Linked DNA regions of Anas platyrhynchos: region 2 is linked to region 1. Evidence: chromatin contacts called from public Hi-C data. All regions are on one chromosome and are shown on one strand. Each heading gives the region's core, a stretch centred on a gene start, on an enhancer-like site or on the middle of the called end of the contact. The rest is flanking DNA. Distances are from core to core; before and after follow the strand shown. Region 1 overlaps LOC139999022 (a long non-coding RNA gene). Region 2 overlaps RGS3 (regulator of G protein signaling 3).

Region 1 (5,932 bases), core at 2,286-4,785:
TACTGCTCTGGCTCAGTTATACACAGCCACACTTTCCATTTCCATTTATTTCCCCTTCAGGGCTGAAAAGTTCCCTGTTACCTCAGAGGAGTTCTTGGTGTTGAGCTTTCTTCAAAACAAAATCCCATGTCCTTCTTACCATTCCTCTTACATAAGTGTTCGTAAGTTAAGTAAATTCTAGTGAAGGCCATATATGTCTCAACTAAACTATTTCTTAAGCCATATGGGAAACAACTGACAAATCATTTAATCCAGAGAGGGAAACTTTGAGCAAGAGCCAGTGAAAATGTTCCCCTGTTTACAGAGTTTTTAGATTTAGAAATACAATTTAGGCTAATGTTGATTAAAATCTAACATACAAGCGTATCAAATGACAGCCTTATAGCCTCACCCCAGATGAAAAATAACTAATAAAATCAGCAGAGCTGCAGAATTCAGGGTGAGGAAAAATCACCCAAGGTTATCTCTTTTCCAGTTCTCCTATAATGAATGTGATCAGTCCCTTATTTAAAAGGAAAAGGAAAAGGAAAAGGAAAAGGAAAAGGAAAAGGAAAAGGAAAAGGAAAAGGAAAAGGAAAAGGAAAAGGAAAAGGAAAAGGAAAAGGAAAAGGAAAAGGAAAAGGAAAAGGAAAAAGAAAATAATGATTGTGGTTTTAACAATAGTCTTTAAAAGGAGGAGAGGAGAGGAGAGGAGAGGAGAGGAGAGGAGAGGAGAGGAGAGGAGAGGAGAGGAGAGGAGAGGAGAGGAGAGGAGAGGAGAGGAGAGGAGAGGAGAGGAGAGGAGAGGAGAGGAGAGGAGAGGAGAGGAGAGGAGAGGAGAGGAGAGGAGAGGAGAGGAGAGGAGAGGAAGGAAGGAAGGAAGGAAGGAAGGAAGGAAGGAAGGAAGGAAGGAAGGAAGGAAGGAAGGAAGGAAGGAAGGAAGGAAGGAAGGAAGGAAGGAAGGAAGGAAGGAAGGAAGGAAGGAAGGAAGGAAGAGAGAGAGAAAGTAATGTTTTGTTTGCATCCTAGAGAAATGGTAACGTTATTCGATGGCTCCTGCTTATCTGCACTAGCCTATGCTGTTAGCCTTCCAGTGCTGTTCTTCTCACTCCATCCCATGTCCCTGAGCTGCCCCTGTTTTTCCACAGACCCTGAACTATACATCTATATACAGTCAGATAAATTGCACAGTGAAATGCATTATCAGTGCAAGGAGGTGCTAACCGTCTTGCTCAGCTGGAGATATTTCTACTGTGGCCATTTCAGTGGGAGGAAACACACTTGCTGGTGTCCCAGTCCTTCTGCTGACATCTCTGGGAAAGCCAAACCGGCATTTGGGAGAAAATCAAATGTGAACCCTAAAAAAAAAAAAGATTCATACCATACAGCTAGTTAAAAATAAAGAATGAGAAATGCTGACAAGTTCATCCATGCTTTGCAGCAGCCATGCACAAAGGTAACTGCAGCATCCCAGCCTCTTACTGACTGTGGTGCTCACCCTCACAATTTCTGTACCTATCAAACAAATTAGACTAGGAGACCTTGTATTCTAAACTGCAGGTCCTGCAGTATTTGATTGTGTTTTTGCAGTATTTGATTATTGTTCTGGACTCTACCAGTGAGATACCATTGACCTGATCAGTGCAGGCTGAATATGAGGCTACCTTGTGTTCATCCCAGCACACTTATTACAATAGTCGATACCTCCATGAAAGACCTGGAAAAAAAAATAATTGTAGTTACAACAAATTTAACCAAGCTATAAAAAGCCAACCACATCCGCTTCCACCCAGGCACCTTGCCATGCAAATAAGTACTTCAAGGCAGACCGAGGACAGGAATAGGAGTCACACATTACTTGTATGAAGACACAGCAGAGAAACAGAGGGTCTGCCGTAGGTGAAGAGTTTTAAGGAGTTTGTTGTGTTGAGTCTTGTAACAGGAAGGCTGAAAGCAGACATGACTAGTTTGTATAAACACTGCAGGTGTAAACAACTAGAAGGAGAAAGAACTATTTGAATTAAATGATAACATTGGTATGAATGAACATATTAGGCTGGAATTCAAAAGGATATTTCTAGCAAGCAGAGGAGTAATATTTTCAAACAGACTCAGCAACAGGAGGAGCAAACACCCTGAGAGGTCAGAAGGAGCACCATCAAGTCCTGGAGGAGCTGGATAAAAAATCTGGACTCCATGAGCCAAGAGCTCCCATCCTGCACCCTGCTCATTGGTGACACAACCTTGTTTAAATTCAGCAGTGTGCTCAACTGAGCAAATACATGTGTGTGTCCATGTGTATTTTTATCAGTAACTTGTTTCTTCAAATGCTTCTGCCATTCCCAGAAGCACGAGGTAATGCATTTAAAGACTGTTTTCTCTTCCACCCTGGGAAGCTTGTGATGTACCTCTTGATTGCCTTGCATCCCACCTGCCAGTTAGGGAAACAGTTCAGTGAGCCTAGTTAGAGAGCTCAGTTGCTCTAATAATGGTCATCTATTTATAGCCTTTCATAATTTGTTTTATGACAAAAGGGTTTCTGCAAGATGCTCCTTGATTCTTGCAAGTTTGTAATGATTTTTCCCTACCTGTGTTATTGAAAGTAGCTTTTGTGCTCAGAAAAATGACTGTAATAAAGGCCATTTCATGCGCTCGGAGTAAATGATAGTGACTTTAATAGGTTTTTGATGAAAGCTTAGAATTTCTCTTTGTTTTCCTTCAGTTCTTTTCAATCTTCTGGGTCAGTTGAACCTGGCTCACACTAAAACTTGTTATGACAGAACAGGGATGGAGTAAAATGATCTGGATGCAGTACAGCCTTGCCCATTGCTAGCACACAGCTCAGTCCTCTGCCCAGAGCCTCTGGCTATGGCACATTGCAAAGAGCAGAAGGGCAAATTCTGCAGACCACACTGGCTGTGCTTAATTTCCTTATTCCATAGCTGTCTCTCACCAGATTTGACAATTTAACTATGCTTGTTAGACCAGCTATTAAATTTTGTTGGAACTGCTACAACTGGCCTGATGAAATACTCTGCAACATTTTCCTCCCAGAGAGCTCCATACTGTCATTAGCTGCCACTGCATTTCTGTTGTCTCTGTGGCCACTACTGCAGTACTGCATCATTTTTCCTCCAGCAGAAGATCTTCAGGCTTTCTACATTTTCTACAGCATTTTTAATCTTAAGAACTTTTCTCTCGGTTCAGCTGCAGCTCCAGGTGAAATCACTGGTGGTCTCGCCTTCATGGCTGCTGGGGGAGCATCAGAGTCTTCTGTTTTCTGTCTGTCCAGACTTGGACTTATCACAGCTCCCTTCTCTTTGGAGGCAAACCCGACGGGGAGAGCTCAGTCCTGCAGCCACAGCCATAACAGTGCTCTGTTCAAGACTGAGTGGGGCCTCATAAACAGCCAGCTGTGAAATTGGGTGAATCGGGCTTTGGGTTCACATTTCTGTGTTTGTCCTCTTCTTACCTGGTAAAAAGCAGCCCGCAGCTGTCTGGGTTTTCTTCACAGCTGAAGCTTTCAGTGGTTCTCTGATAGGCTCCAGCTTTGTTGTTCCTCCGTGGCCAGGCCTTGGCCCTGTGCCACCCCTCTGCCATTCCCCTTTCCTCGTTTCCTGGCCTTTGCTGTTTGCCTTCATGCTTTGACTCCACCTCTCTGTGCATTCCCACTCACTGTCCAGGCCTCCAGGAGAGCTGCAATTATGGGATGTTCCTAGTACCAGCCAGACCTTCCCCAGGCATCCTGGCCCCCAGATCTGGCTGGTGTTGGAAGGTGCACAGGACAGTGTCTGTCCCATCAGTGAGATGTGTCTGGGACCACCAGGAGGCATTAGTCCTCCACTGAGGGCACGCAGGTGCTGGGAAAGCCATGCAGGCCTGTTCTGCTCCAGAATTCTTCTTCCTGCTTGGCTATAGTGCCCAGCAATGCCTTCAAGATAACCGTGGTGGTAGAAAAGACGGAGCATTATCACCAGTGTCAAACTTTGTGTCTTGAAAAGTCGAACACAATTTGATCTGGCCTCTCTTCCATTAAATCAGCTCTGGGGTTTGCTCCCTTGCCATGAGAGGGCAGCACCCGGACTTTCTGGAATAGTTCCTGTGTATTGAGCTTCCAGCAGAGATGTACCAGGCTCCTTGAAAACACTCAGCAAACCTACAGGGAATATTTTTTCCTCAAGTTATGCAGATAATGGGTCTACACTAAACCCTTCACATAGCTTTCCTTCACAGTTGGACTGTTTGTTTTTTTTTATTATCAGTTTAACAAAAGGATCTCAAATTGCCAAGAAATTCTCCTACTTCCACTCAGGATGGAGGTGAATTGTGTTTTGTTTTGTTTTCTCAGCTGTTGTAACCAAAGCCTTTCAAGAATTTGTGGGGACCAGACAGGGATTATGAGTCTTAGCCTCCAGCCAGGCCTTTGGGTTTCCTTTACACCCACGGCTGTAATTCCTGAGCTCGTCAGCAGCACCAAACCTGCATGCACAATTAGGGAACCTGATGTTTGCTTTCTGTCATGAGTGAGTCTTGTGTTTCCTTTCTCAGGAAGGCAAAGCTGCCTGAGATGCACATTTGCTTTTATTTTACCTTGTTTCGTTCCTTCCCCCACTGAGGCGGTGGGAGCAGCAGGATCCAATTTGCAGAGGAACAGCGCAGTACTGAGTAGCTCAGCACACACTGGAGTGCAGAGAATGCTTTCATGGAACTGAACACAAACAAGCTGCTCTCTATATTTGGGTCACTCTGGCTGGAAACCAAAATAGCAATTTCGGCAGACACTATGCATCACATGGATGTCCATCTGAATGCTTCCAGGGGGTGGCACATTCACTTTTGAAGAAAACCATGTTCTAGGAGTTACTCTGTGTTTGTTTGTTTGTTTGTTTGTTTGTAGAGGTAATTTTCCTGGGAACCAGGCAAGAACTTCCTGATTCAAATACAAATGACTGTTTGCAGCTGTGACAATGCTGTCGGAAAGCACAATAATTTTATTGTCATTGATGTTCCACTGATAACATCAGCTAAGGATCCATCCCATGTTTTTTTCAGGGATCAGACCAGAATTTCATGTAAAGGCTGAGACCAGGTGAAGCTCATCACACATCTATAACATGTGAACGTGAGGGGTTGAGACGTTAAGGATTAGTTCCAATGAGTTCATTTTCCGTCATGAAATTCATAGACTGAGCATAAACCAAAGAAGATGAATATCCCCAAAGAGAACAGAATGAACCTTTTCAGATGGTTTCATTGGCAATGAACTTTTTTCACAATAACTGGTTGTCTCGGTTGATTTTGGAATGAGCAGTCAGAACTGAAACAAAGCTGTTGGGTTTTTCTGAGTGGGAACTGAAATGTTAGATTCTCTGCTGACTCGTGCTGGCCCCATAGTCAAATGTGATATTCCCCCTGGCATTTCAATGTGTTAATGAAGTCCAGAGACGACCTCAACTCTTGTTTTATATTTCACAAAACACTAATGGCAAATTCAGCCCCCTGGCCCCAGTCAACCAGATGGCCAAAATGTAGCCTTGGCTCTGTTTCAACACCTTTTATAGCCTCAGGGCAGAGCCTCAGCTGGCGCACACCATCACAACTTGAGACGCTCCAGCCATTTCCCTCAGCTGGAGATCTGCTTTTCCAAGTGTAAATATTGTATATTCTGAGTCTTTACCCCAAGGTAAATTTTATCCTCATTGCAGTCCTGAGCCCAGTCATGGACCTAGTCCAGAGCCTGGATGCTGTCCAGAGTCTTCTCCATGCTGGAATCATCCCTGATTCAAGTAACACCTTTTTCCGTGCTGGATACTGCCATGCCCCATAGGTCCATTGGTGCCATATACCATTAGACATGGTGCTGGTGTTGCGATTCCAAACTTGCAATCAAGTGGGAGCATGTTCCCATGGGAGCATCTGGTATAATTCAGGGAAAATTTTGCCTGCCTTAATG
Region 2 (5,932 bases), core at 2,033-4,532, 81 kb after region 1:
CCTCGGAGGGGCTGCAAGGTTGGGGTGGCACCAGCGCAGCCTCTGAGCTGTGAAGCCCAGGGCCAGGCATAGGGACCCCTTAGACCACCTTCGCTCAGGGGCTTTGCTACTTCACCCATTACTGAGCACGGCTGGAAGGGGCTCACGGCCAGCCCCACACCCAGCCCAGCCCCACACCGCTTGCTCAGGGCGCTTTCCAGGATCGCTGTCCCGCAGCCGTGCCGTGGGAACCAGCTGCGCAGCCCAGCGGCCCTGGGCTCGAGACTTTTGACACTTCCTTCCATTCTGCGCCCGGGTTTCCGGAGTTTATCGGCCCCAAACAATGCGGCCCCTGCAAAGCGCCTTCCCCCCGCAGATAGGGCCCGGCGGGCGGGCCGGCCAGGGCGACGCGCAGCCGGGGCACGCTTCCTGCCATTGTCCGGAGAGGCCCCGCTGTGCTCAGGGACAAAAGGCAGCAGTGGCAAACCTCAGCCCGAGGGGTCCCAGCGCTCCCGGCCACAATGTGCTCCTAGAACAACAGGGCCCCGACCGCGGGAAGGAGGGGAGCAGGGATCCGTGGGCATGATGGTGTTAAAAGGGACAACAACGCGAGCCCCTCCGCAGTGCTGCCGGGGAATAAAACGCAGTCTGGTGGACACAGCAAGGCCACTGGGTGCCGTAGTCCTGCAGGCATTGCTGGGGCTCGGTGCTGCCGTGGGAGGGGATGCAAAGGGGAACTGGACATTGTACGCAGTGTCCTGGTCTGGGAAGCTCGGAGGGTTTCATTGGACTCCTCAAAATGCACAGAGCTCCAAAAGTCCCTCCCAGGGGTAGGAGGGGGAATGGCCGTGGCCGAAGCCCTGTGCATGGAGAGGCAGCGTGGTGGGAGCGAGCTGGGGGACCCGGGGGGAGGTGAGTTGAAGCAGCAGCCATGCAGAGCTGGACGGAGCCGCTGTAGGAACAGGGACACCCAGAGGTTCCCTTGCCAGCGCTCTGTCCCCTTCCCTGCTCTGAAAAAGTCCAGTCTTATAGGCACCGGGGCTGTTTCGTTTGGAGGAGCTCGACTTGCAGCCTGGTGCTGCAGCAGCCCCTTGCTGCCAGGCTTCATGCACAGCATTGTGAAACCTGCCTCGTGCCATGCCGGCACCTCAGGAGCCTCGCCACCACCACCACCACCACCACCACCACCCCTGCCTCTTCACCAAGCAGCACAGGTGTCCCTGCCACGAGGGCGTACTTCTGTATAGGATCTGGGAGCCCCCCCAGCCCCATAATTGCTGGCACCAGCCTCCAAGAGGGTTTGGGCTTCCCTTTTGCACAGCAGCCCCATCTGGCTGGCCTGTCAGCCCTATAAGAGCTCTCACCAGCCGGCCAGGGTGCAGCATGCAATGTGGTCCTGAGCTCTGCATGGTGCTCTCAAGCAGAGTGACATGGTCCTGAGCTGTGCAGCAAGGTCCCAAGTGGCAGGGTCCCAAGCCATACAACATGGTCCTGAGCCATGCAATGAGATCCCAAGCTGCGCAACAAGGTCCCAAGCCATGCAACACGGGGCCATGGGGCCAGCTTCCATGTGGGCTCTCGTGTGCCAGCACTGCTCTCCCGGTGCCTGATGCACGGCTCCTCCTCAGCCTGTTTAAGACTTGGATGCCCTGCAAGGATCAAAGCCCTGCAAGAGGCTGGTCAGGGCAGAAAGACACCCAGCTCCCGGTGTCCCTGAGCACAGCGGGGACTCCCTGTCACTGAAGGCTCCCTAGAGCCTGGCTTCTCCCTGTCCCTGCCACTGTGAGCAGCATTTCACACATGCAAACACCCATGTGTGCCTCTCTTTGTGGATCTTGGCAGGTGGTGGCTCTTGTGGGACCCTGTGGGCTCAGGTAGCACCATGGGGATGCCCAACCCAGCACCAGCACATGGTGACATCCCCAGGGTGCTGAGTGTCCCCCAGAGCTGGCGCTGGGGACCTTCCTGGCCTGTTGGACACCAGCTTTGCCATGGTCACGGAGAGAGGGCCCCCACATGGGGACACCTCCACTCTGGGGACATCACTCATCCCCAGGGCCAAGCAGGACCCGGCCACCCCACAAAGCCAGCACCTTCCACGTACCTTCCTGTGACCCGAGAACAGCAGGGTGAGCTGGTGGATGGAGCCGCCGTTCTTGGTGAGCTCCTTCTTGAGGGTCCTGGGGGAGGGCAGGGCCCAGTGGCCCTTGGTGCCCTGGCTGTCCGAGCAGTTGAGGGTGGTGTCGGAGGTGAAGCAGTGGCTCTTGGCCTCCTGCAGCAGGCTGCCCTCGCTGTGGGTCCGGCGCCGCAGGGAGTTCTGCACGCTCAGCGTGTAGACGGGCTGGCAGCCCGACGTCTCGATCATGCTGCTGCGCTTCGCCTCGCTCCTCTCCAGGTAATTCTCGTCGCTGTCATCGTCCTCCTCCTCCTCGTCGTCCTCCTCCTCATCCTCCTCCTCGTCTTCCTCGTCCTCGCCGTCTGTGGTGCCGCCAGCCGTGCCCGCCGCGCTCTGGCTGAAGGTGCTGTCGAGCCGCACCTCGGGGATGATGAAGGCCGGCAGGGTGCCATGCCGCTCCTCTCCCCGCTCCGGCTGCTTCTCTGCCGGGACAGGCCCCTGGGCAGCTGCCGGTGCCTCGGCCGGAGCCGGGGCCTCTGCGGCTGGAGGAGCTTCGCCTGTGGCCGCCTTCCCATCCTCTGAGTGCATCTGCCCCGGCTTCTCAGCGTCCGTCTCCAGCATCTGCCCAGGAGATAAAGAAGGATGAAGGCAGGAGCATCCCAGATTTCTCACTCGCCACCCTCTCGTGCAGCCTCTCCACTGCTAACATCCCAACCATGAGGCTGGTCCCAAACCCTACAGCCCTAACAGTGGGGTGGGATGGCGTTGTCCCCTTGTCCCCCCCCAGTATCCTGTCCCAGTCCCGCTCCCCAGAGCGCCACGGCCCCCTGTGGCTGTGGGGTGGCAGTGGGATGGGGCCACCCTGCTCCGTGCTCCAGCAGCACCGTGGGCGAGCGCGTTTGAAGGAAACCAGAGGTTGTGGTGGCTCCACCACAGAGGCAGAGCTCAGAGCAGCATCCTTACCCCCACAGCTCCCTCGTCCCTTTGGGAGCAGCTGAGGGGCTCAGCAGAGGCAGGGAAACCCAGAAACACTCACCCAACAGCTCCAGCCCCTCCTGCCCTGCATTATTAAGGGCAGGAGGGAAGTGCTGGGCTCTGCTCATCGTCCGATTGCCCAAGGCTCAGCCCGGCCACAGCCCTGAGCAGTTCGCCCCCCCCGGCCGGGTGCCATGGCCACAGGGCTCCCCATGGCCACGCGCTGTGGCCTTGCAAAACCACAGCCGCTCCTACCAGCTCTGGTCAGTTTTTTAAGCCTTCGGGGCCGTCTTTTTCCAGCAAGCGTTGCCCTTTCAAAGGCAAAAGCCTAGGGTAGCCCAAGGGAAAAAACCTCCAAGGACTTTTTGTGAGCCGTAGGAGCCTGTGACAAGCTTCCCTGCCAGAGCTGATCCTGTCCCCCGGAATTTCCCTCGGCACGGATGCTGGGTGAGCCAAACGGGCAGCACCAGCTCAGCAGGGGTGAAGCAGAGAGAAAGCCCCCACCCCGGGAAGCGCAGCCCATGCTGGTGTGCTGGGACAGACACGGTTATACAGGACCCCAGGTAACAAGGCGCACAGCAAAAGCCATTACCGCACCCCAGATAAAATCTGGGTGTTTTCAAGAACCCAGTGGAAAGCAGAAAGTCAGAGTTAACAAAGCCACCACCATCATATAAATCAGGTTTACTCCAAAAGGAGTTGGGAATTAGCCCATCCAGCCAAACATCTCTGTGCAAAGAGAGGTGAGGGTGCAAAGACCACACAGCACCCCACAGCACCCATAGGGACCTCCTAAAGGGCCCCAAAAGTGAGCCAGTTTTCCAAAAACTGTTCAGGCTCAGCTGCCCACAGCCAGCTGCCACCTGGGCAGCACACAGGGCAGCTCGCCCACGGCTGCCCATGCCTTTGGCATCCCCAGAGCTGTCCCCTTACACCTGTGACCAGCTTCATCCCCTCCAGCCCTGACTTGCAGCAGCCAGCAATTTAGCATCATCTGAACTGCCCCAGAACAGCTGGATTTGGGGGGAGGCACAAAGCAAACACTGGATTCACCCCATCCTTGGGGCTCTTTCACTCCCCCAGAGTAATTTTTTGCAAAAGGGGATGTTTCCAGGCCTGCCATGCAAGGACGCTATTTGCACCAGTGTGTGTTTTACTGATGCTGTTTATGTCTTATTTGAATTGCAATCACTGTCATCATTATTTCATGAAATAATTAGAGGAGAAACCCACGCAGCCCTGCAAAGCCCTCCCTGTCCCTGACAGCTCCCTATCTGTTCTGTCCTTCTGCTGAACGTTTCTGGTTGCCCACATCTGATAAGGCCCTAGAAGGAAACGAACAGGCTCCTTTAAAATGAGAGACATTTGGGAATTAAATTAAATCCCTGCGCTAATTCAATCAGAGAATCTGCAGCTCTTCAGCGGCACAGAGGATGTGAGCAGGAGACTTGCCACCGAGTGAAGGTTTCATCTCGGGTTGAAAGCATCACCAGGGCTGTGAAATCCTGTCCTTGCAGAAGAGCCATGGATGAGCTCTGCTGAATGTCACCTGGTGGTGGGGAAAGGCAGGGAAGGATGGGACAGGAACGTGGTCGTGGTTGGTCAATGAGCTCAACCAGGGCTGGAGGCACCAGGGGCTTCATCAGCACAGAGCCAAGGGACACCTTGCTGGGCAAGGCCAGTTTGGGACACTGAGGACAGAGCTACGACCAGGCTTCCTTCTCACCATCATCATAGCCAAGGGGTCCAGGAGGAGGCAGGAGACGGAGGCAGTGTTGCTGCTGTCTCAGCAGGGAAGGGAAGGGGACTCAGCCAGGGAGGCTGAGGAGCTCCCCTGCCTCCTCCCCAAGGGCCCTCACACATCACTCTTTCAGTTTCTGCTTCAGACTTCATTGCCAAGGCAGCATGTCCCAAGAAGGGGAAGAGAAACTAGAAGAAAGAGCTGCCTCCAAGCCCCAGCACAGCTTTCTGGGGTAGTGTTAGGGAAGAAGGCTTGCTCTGAGATCTACCGAGTCCCTAATATTGATTACCCCATTGACCAAAACTCAACACACCTCAAAAAAGCCAGACTTTGTCCTGCCTACTCCAGCATCTTCACCTCTACCCGCTGCCTGGACTCCCTCTGCCTTTGAGCAACTCTTCAGTCACTGCCACGGAGGTTTTCCTGATGCCGAGACGGAGGAGAATGCCTGCAAAGCTCTGCTCTTTGGTCTGCAATTTGATCCAGTTTTCCTGGTTGCTGCTGCTCTGACGCCAGCAGAGCGACCTTCAGCCAGCAGATGTGGGTTTGTCAGCGCGGCCTCGACTTCTCCAGCACTTCTTTAAATAACATGCCCTTTGTGGTGGCCCATGGCTGGGACTTCCAGCTGGGAAAACACCGGCCACAGTGACAGCACAGCTGTGAGATGAAGCCTGTGCTGGCCTTCCCCTTGTGCTGCCAGTTCTCACACGTTGCCAGAAGTGCCGTGATATCTGACAGCCCTAAATCCATGGCTACGGGAGGTCAGGGGATTTTTTTGAGGGCCTCAGCTTCTTATTTCAAAACCTTGTGCTCCTCATGACAATGGAGATGCAGTGGCTCAAGCAAAGCCTGGACACAAGAAAACTGAATTCAGCCTTTCCTGGCTCGTGATGTGGATGCTCAGATTTTGCAATGTGCATCTTCCTCTTGCGATAACTGCAGTGCCCTGTGCCCAGGCGGCTCCTCAACAAAAATCAGGCTGGGAAAATAGGGAGGTCGCTGCAGGTACTACACTGTTGGACATTGAGCAGAGCATGAGAGCACAGAACATGCTGCTCCAACTGCGCTGCAGCTCCCCAGGTACTGCTGGAGGAGCTGCTCCCATGGGCTGCCTCTGGACT

What was found. A called contact is a pair of places that touch in the nucleus more often than the background predicts.
Region 2: a contact with region 1 is called in a Hi-C map of skeletal muscle, with 4 times the contacts expected there. The contact joins two enhancer-like sites. A contact is called at or near these places in 6 of 8 Hi-C or Micro-C datasets (F5 follicle, liver, skeletal muscle and 2 more).

The regions. Positions count from the first base shown.
Region 1 is chr18:4,035,541-4,041,472 of IASCAAS_PekinDuck_T2T, forward strand. LOC139999022 (a long non-coding RNA gene) reads right to left here. Exons shown (of 3, transcript XR_011803999.1): 3 at 934-5,932. Among named protein-coding and RNA genes, the nearest start is that of TRNAT-AGU, 5.2 kb to the left of the region's middle. Within about 2 kb of position 3,536, at least 5 of the 8 cell types and tissues checked have an H3K27ac peak or open chromatin away from gene starts, as enhancers often do.
Region 2 is chr18:4,117,264-4,123,195 of IASCAAS_PekinDuck_T2T, forward strand. RGS3 (regulator of G protein signaling 3) reads right to left here. Exons shown (of 24, transcript XM_038164992.2): 19 at 2,084-2,716. Among named protein-coding and RNA genes, the nearest start is that of RGS3, 67 kb to the right of the region's middle. Within about 2 kb of position 3,283, at least 3 of the 8 cell types and tissues checked have an H3K27ac peak or open chromatin away from gene starts, as enhancers often do.